Linked DNA regions of Macaca mulatta: region 2 is linked to region 1. Evidence: chromatin contacts called from public Hi-C data. All regions are on one chromosome and are shown on one strand. Each heading gives the region's core, a stretch centred on a gene start, on an enhancer-like site or on the middle of the called end of the contact. The rest is flanking DNA. Distances are from core to core; before and after follow the strand shown. Region 1 holds the start of GOLT1B (golgi transport 1B). Region 2 holds the start of LDHB (lactate dehydrogenase B).

Region 1 (2,870 bases), core at 104-2,603:
TTTCTTTGATCAGAATAGGCCAGGTCAATGGACCAAAGTGGGCGGCAACGTTGGGGCAGGTGGCCCCAAGGAGCAGCCGCAGTCCAGCCTCAGGAGGGAAGACAGTCTGACTGGGGGGTGGCAGTGTGTGTAGGAGGCCTTAGAAGCTCTGTGAAGTTGGTCTGCCATGACTTGAATCTACACATGAAGACTCCACTTTAAAATAGGGCATTTTAAATAAACTTCTATTTTTTACTTCAATACACTGTTTAAGTCTTAAAATCTTGAAAATCTCAGTTAACTGGAATGAAATGAAAGGCGTGGCAGATAAAGCAAAGTGAGACAAAAAGGGACTCTTACGACCATCAAAAGATGAGGCATAGAGCTTGGGCAGACATAAATACAAAAATTATTAACATTAACAAAAAGCAGTAGGAAAGTGGAAATATTATAATGAGAGAAAAGGAAACCGGTATCAATGCTAGCTTTAGAGATGAAATAGGCCTGGAGAACTCTGTGGCAGGCAGAGAGTGATGCTAAAATAACAAAACAAGCCACAAAGCACAATATACAATACCAACGAAATACATCCTTTAATGGAACACAAAGTGGCTTTTCTCTACTGCTTGAAACTTTAGCAGGTAGAAAAGTGAGAATGTTTCAAGAGATTTCTAAAAGGTTGCTTACAGTACTGGCAAAAAGCGAATATTCAAAATGCCACATTTAAGCGTAAGCACATTTTCAAAAAGAGCCTACTGTAGGTGACATTTAAAATACCGCCTCCCAAATAACCAGCCAGCCAGGGACTTGTAGAGGACCCGAAGTGTGTCATGCGCATAAACGATCCCGAGAGTGGGCCGTGGGCACCACGCAAACTTTCTCTTGTGGCGAGCCCCCAGAACAAAGCGCCTATCTCACTGGGGATGAGGAGATCATCGCGACCCTGGAATGAGACAGACTCGGCTAAAGCTCCCCTCCCCAGCTACGGCGTCCCACCCTGCCCCACAGACTCTTCTCCCAGGTCAGGTCCGCCACTGCAAGTCTAGCCCCGGCATCCCCAAGGCAGCCCCTTAGGGTCCCAGCAGCCCTAGCTCTGTCTCGCAGGCCGCCGCCCCCAACCCGGAGCTTCATTCATTGACCCTGTGGAGGGGCAAGACCCAGCCAGGTGATGGGTGTGCACGGCTCGAGGCGGGGACCCCGGAGCAGGTGCTTACTCTGCGTGTCCGTTAAGGAGATCATGGCTGCAGTGTTGGGGACAGCGGCGAGAGCACCTCGGAAAGCCCAGGGTGGGAAGCTGAGTCGGGAGAAATGAAGCCGGGAAACAGCCCAGGCGAGAGCCGCCACGTCTTCCGGAAACACGCAGCCACCCTCACTGCCGCTTTAAGACCGCTTCCTATTGGCGAAACCTGCTTCCAATCTCAACCAATAAATCGTAATGTTGTTCGGTGACGCTCATGGTGACCACACCCCTTGACCAATTAGAGAAGGGTGTTATTTGTGATTGGCTGAACGGACCGACCCGGAAGGGTGGATGCTCTCAGCTGGGTGGCGGGAAGATTTTACTCCCGAGCAGAAGAAAGATCGGCTCGAGGCCTGGGTGCTTTGAAGTCGGAGATCCGAGAGTCGGAGATCGGAGAGTCGGACACAGGAGAGTCGGACACTGGAGAGTCAGACACCGGAGAGTCAGACTGGGCTCCTCAGTGGGGAGAGGCTCTGGGATAACTACTGTTACAGCTTTGAAGGGTCAAGGGTGTGCGTTTCTTGTTTCATTCTTCCCTTTCCTGCTGGAGGGCGAGGCCGGTCTGTAGCGGGTCACTTCCTTTCGCCCACACATTGGCGGAGGAGAAACCGGAACGTTAATCACTGCTCTGCTCCGAGAACTCGGGCCTTTAGGGGCACGTTCGCCTGCTGACCGGTCTTTTGATCTCCCCACTCTTTTCTATGCAGGAGCCTTGGCCACCGAAGCCTGTTTATTAGCAGCTGCCATTTGTTGGTAAATACTACTGGGGATGCTTCTTCCATCCCCTGCTTCACAGCAGCGGAAGGAAGGGCGTTACTAATATTCAATTACTATTGCCTCTAAATGCAGGTGGCGGGGAGAGAGAGGTTTTAGCCTGTGGTACCTCAGTGGCGTTTCCTCCAACATTGATGACTGGCTGTCACCTTGTAACATTTTTCTTGTGGATGCCTAGCTTATACTTCTGAGTGACAAACCCGCTGTAGTTCAATTTCTGGATACATTTTATGTTGAGATATCTTCTGCTAACAAATCACATTATTTTGGGAAGGAGCAGTCTTTTAACGGCATAATCAAAGGAGTCATTTAAAATCGTGGGGGGAAATTGGATATATAGACTGTGTCTTTTCTTAAGGGTAGAAACAGCTCCTGCCGCCTTAGCAAACCTGAGCCCTCACTATATCAAGGCATTTTGCTGAGCTGTGCGGATACAAAGGTGAAGAGATTGAACTCCAGCCCTGCTAAAGGACCTTACAGTCTATGGATGGAATGTTACATTTCCATTACGTGAAGAGATGTTTGTATAAAGAATTAGAAGTCCTTGGTTTACTCTCCTATTTAGCCTTCTTTTAATGGTGTGGTTATTTCCACATTCTTTAGCAAGGCAAAAAAGAGTCAGCCTATCTTTCCAGCCTAGTGGTGGCTTCAGAATTCTGTGTAGAAAGGGCGTAAGGTCAGCAGTCTAAGGATAGGTGTTGCAGAAGTGACTTTTGGAGAGCATCTTAGTTTTAGAAAGTGTCCATATTAGAGAGATAGAAGAGGTGTTTTTAGGATTATGGGGCATTTAAAGTTTCTACTCTCAAGCCCCATTTTCCACTTGTCCATATGCATGCTTAGGTTTTAGTCATTCATAGATATTTAGAGTTCATTAATA
Region 2 (2,870 bases), core at 147-2,646, 140 kb before region 1:
ACAGTAATGGGGATGGCAAGAAGAGGGATAAGTGGAGAGATATTTAGAAGTAAAGTCTGCAGAGCCTGGTGATTGACTTGCAAAGTAGGTGAAAAAGAAATCTAGGGTGGCTTCTAGATATCTTGCTAGGCTGACTTGGCTATTCTTGCTTCAAACCTGGATTTAGGGTTAATGTAATACTTTTGAGATTATCCTCCAAGCTCTTTTCCTCACCATCACATTTTAATTTGTAACTGGACTGTATCTTCAGTCATTCAAAGTCCCCACTAGCTGAATGATTTGAAGAGTTTGAGGCTTATGAATTCTTCTCAACAAACCCTTCTCTTAGTGATTCTTTCCTCTGAATTTTTATTGTACTTTAACCAGATTTCTATCGCCACTTATCACATTGTATTGTAATTGAAATAGGTTGCCTACTTGTCTATCGCCATTGGACTAGGAACACCTCAGAGGGCATAGTGTTATATTTATGTTTTTACCAATGCTTGGCACTGAGAAGAAACTGAAGCAATAATTATAGAATTAGTGGTCATATACAAGAAATATGCGTTTACAAAAAAAAACCAAACAAACCATTTTTCACATATAGGGAGTTTGTGAGATGGCTATATTTGAAAGCATTTTCATTATAAGAAAACAGAACTGAAGCCAGACTCTTCAGAATTCCTCCAGTTTATCATTCATTCATTTATTCATCAATGCTATATATTTAGGTACCAAGCACTGGCTGAGGGTTGAAGACGGGATGAATGACAACATCGAGCTCTGGAGTCGATCAGGGACTAAAAAAGAAAGTGCATCTCACTTAGTGGTCCCACCATTTCCCCTAGAGGGCAAAGCCGGACCTTGAGACCAGGTGGAATTGTAGGGGAACTTCAGAAGTCAAGGACCAGGCCTCATTGGCCTTGTCAGGCAACGAGTAAGCAATCAGTGCGTGTTTGTTGAAACGCGTTGAAAAAAAATAGTCATCTTCATCAAATGAACTTTAAAACGGAGATGATCTAAATTCAGATGTAGTTTTTTAAGTCCTTTAAAGTTTAACTGAAATGCAACATAGAAATGTATTTCTATTTGTACTAAATCTAATTGAACAACATCTAATCGATTTTGTTAAAATCCAGAAGAGTCGGGGATGGGCAAGTTTTAGAAATAACGTGGCCTCCGCATTAAAGAGCCTGCGAGATGTGAGACCAGCTGAGAGCGGAGGCCTCTGGAAGGTGACCCCCTTATCTGGAGGGTGGGGGAGGGAGTGTGCACACTTGAGCCCTTGTCCTTGAAGGGGATTGAGCGAGCCGAGGGGAGGGGTAGGCGGTGCTCCGGTTTCCAATCACAATGGAGAAACCTAAGAGGCTGCGGAGGTTGTGGGGCCCCGCCCCCGCCCCCTCCTCCCTCCTTGCAGAGCCGGCGCCGGAGGAGACGCACGCAGCTCACATTGTGTTCTCCGCACTGCTGTTACTGAGGTCTCCAGCGTCTTCTCCCTCCTGGTAGGTTTCGGCTCAGGATCCTGAATCCTGGCTCACAGACTAGCCTGGTGGGACGTGCGGGGGAGTAATTGTGTGGGGAGCCGCGGGAAGGAGGAAGAAGCACATCTCTCCTCCGTGGCCTTTCGCCCTGAGCATCCGGCCTCGGGCCCTGACTCTGCCGCTCGGTTTGGGGCGCAGGGCGAGTAGTGCCCTGGCGGAGGAGCAGAAGGCGGAGGGTAGCAGCGGCGGCTCAGGGGAGTTCTATCAGGGGAGAGACTTGCTGCATTTGCAGCTAAAACCGGGCCCTGCTTGTCCTTGGTGGGTTCATGGCGGCCGCATCACCCCCACGGCCTGCTGGCGGGAGTCGGGACACGTGCCCAAGTAGCTGGGGGAGGGGGACGGAACCAGGTGGCCTGTGAAGGCTGGACGATCTTTACCTCGAATATTTCAATCTACTACCAAGGTAATAGAGAAATGCCCCTGCACTCGCTGGGATGGGGAGAAAGGCACCTAGATGACCAGCATGTTTGGCGCTGTACTTATCTTTACCCGGCTCTCAGCCTTTCCGGGAGCTATGCGCCAGTTCTTTCCTGCAGGGCCTCTTTTCTTGATGCTTAGGTGCTTCGTTTACTTTACCAGCCTTGGGTTCTCCGAGTAAGGAAGTCCTAGACTTGTCCCCACAGACCTTACTCGGGGAAATCTCTAGCTTCTGCCTGCCCTTGTGATCTGCTGTTGTTTGCTGCCTGTACCCTGAGGAGGACATGGTTTGTGCGCGCCGCGAGCAGTACAAGCTGCAGTAAGGGCCTGGGGGATGGGGGGAGGGGAGGAATTCAAAAGCAAAACCTGAATCTTTAAAAGATTACTGTGAGAAAGATTCTTGAAAGGAGATCTTTGTTCCTGAAATTAAGGCACTCGCTTATTTCTAATGATATATATCCACAGCAGTGAGGAGACATAAGGGACCAAGACTCAGACAAATTTTTACCGTTTGTCGTTCTTTTTTTTTTTTTTTTTTTTTTTTTTTGAGGCAGAGTCTCGCTCTGTCGCCCAGGCTGGAGTGCGGTGGCGCGATCTCGGCTCACTGCAAGCTCCGCCTGCCGGGTCCACGCCATTCTCCTGCCTCAGCCTCCCGAGTAGCTGGGAGTACAGGCGCCCACCACCACGCCCGGCTAATTTTTGTTTTTGTATTTTTAGTAGAGACGGAGTTTCACCGTGTTAGGCAGGATGGTCTTGATCTCCTGACCTCGTGATCCACCTGCCTCGGCCTCCCAAAGTGCTGGGATTACAGGCGTGAGCCACTGCGCCCGGCCGGTTTGTCCTTCTTGTTCCTTGCAGCCTGCACTCTGATGTTGGCACAGGCCCGTATATCATGCAGACCATTTTCTTCTCATTTCTTAAAACTCCTTT

The links. Hi-C and Micro-C count contacts between places; a contact is called where the count stands out from the background.
Region 2: a contact with region 1 is called in a Hi-C map of fetal cortical plate, with 2.3 times the contacts expected there. The contact joins the promoter of LDHB here to the promoter of GOLT1B in region 1. A contact is called at or near these places in 2 of 14 Hi-C or Micro-C datasets (fetal cortex germinal zone and fetal cortical plate).

The regions. Positions count from the first base shown.
Region 1 is chr11:23,940,935-23,943,804 of T2T-MMU8v2.0, reverse strand. It overlaps GOLT1B (golgi transport 1B), which reads right to left and starts at 1,353. Exons shown (of 5, transcript XM_015151249.3): 1 at 1,194-1,353. The coding sequence starts at 1,218. It overlaps RECQL (RecQ like helicase), which reads left to right and starts at 1,507. Exons shown (of 16, transcript XM_077953692.1): 1 at 1,507-1,972.
Region 2 is chr11:24,082,574-24,085,443 of T2T-MMU8v2.0, reverse strand. It overlaps LDHB (lactate dehydrogenase B), which reads left to right and starts at 1,396. Exons shown (of 7, transcript XM_077953704.1): 1 at 1,396-1,484.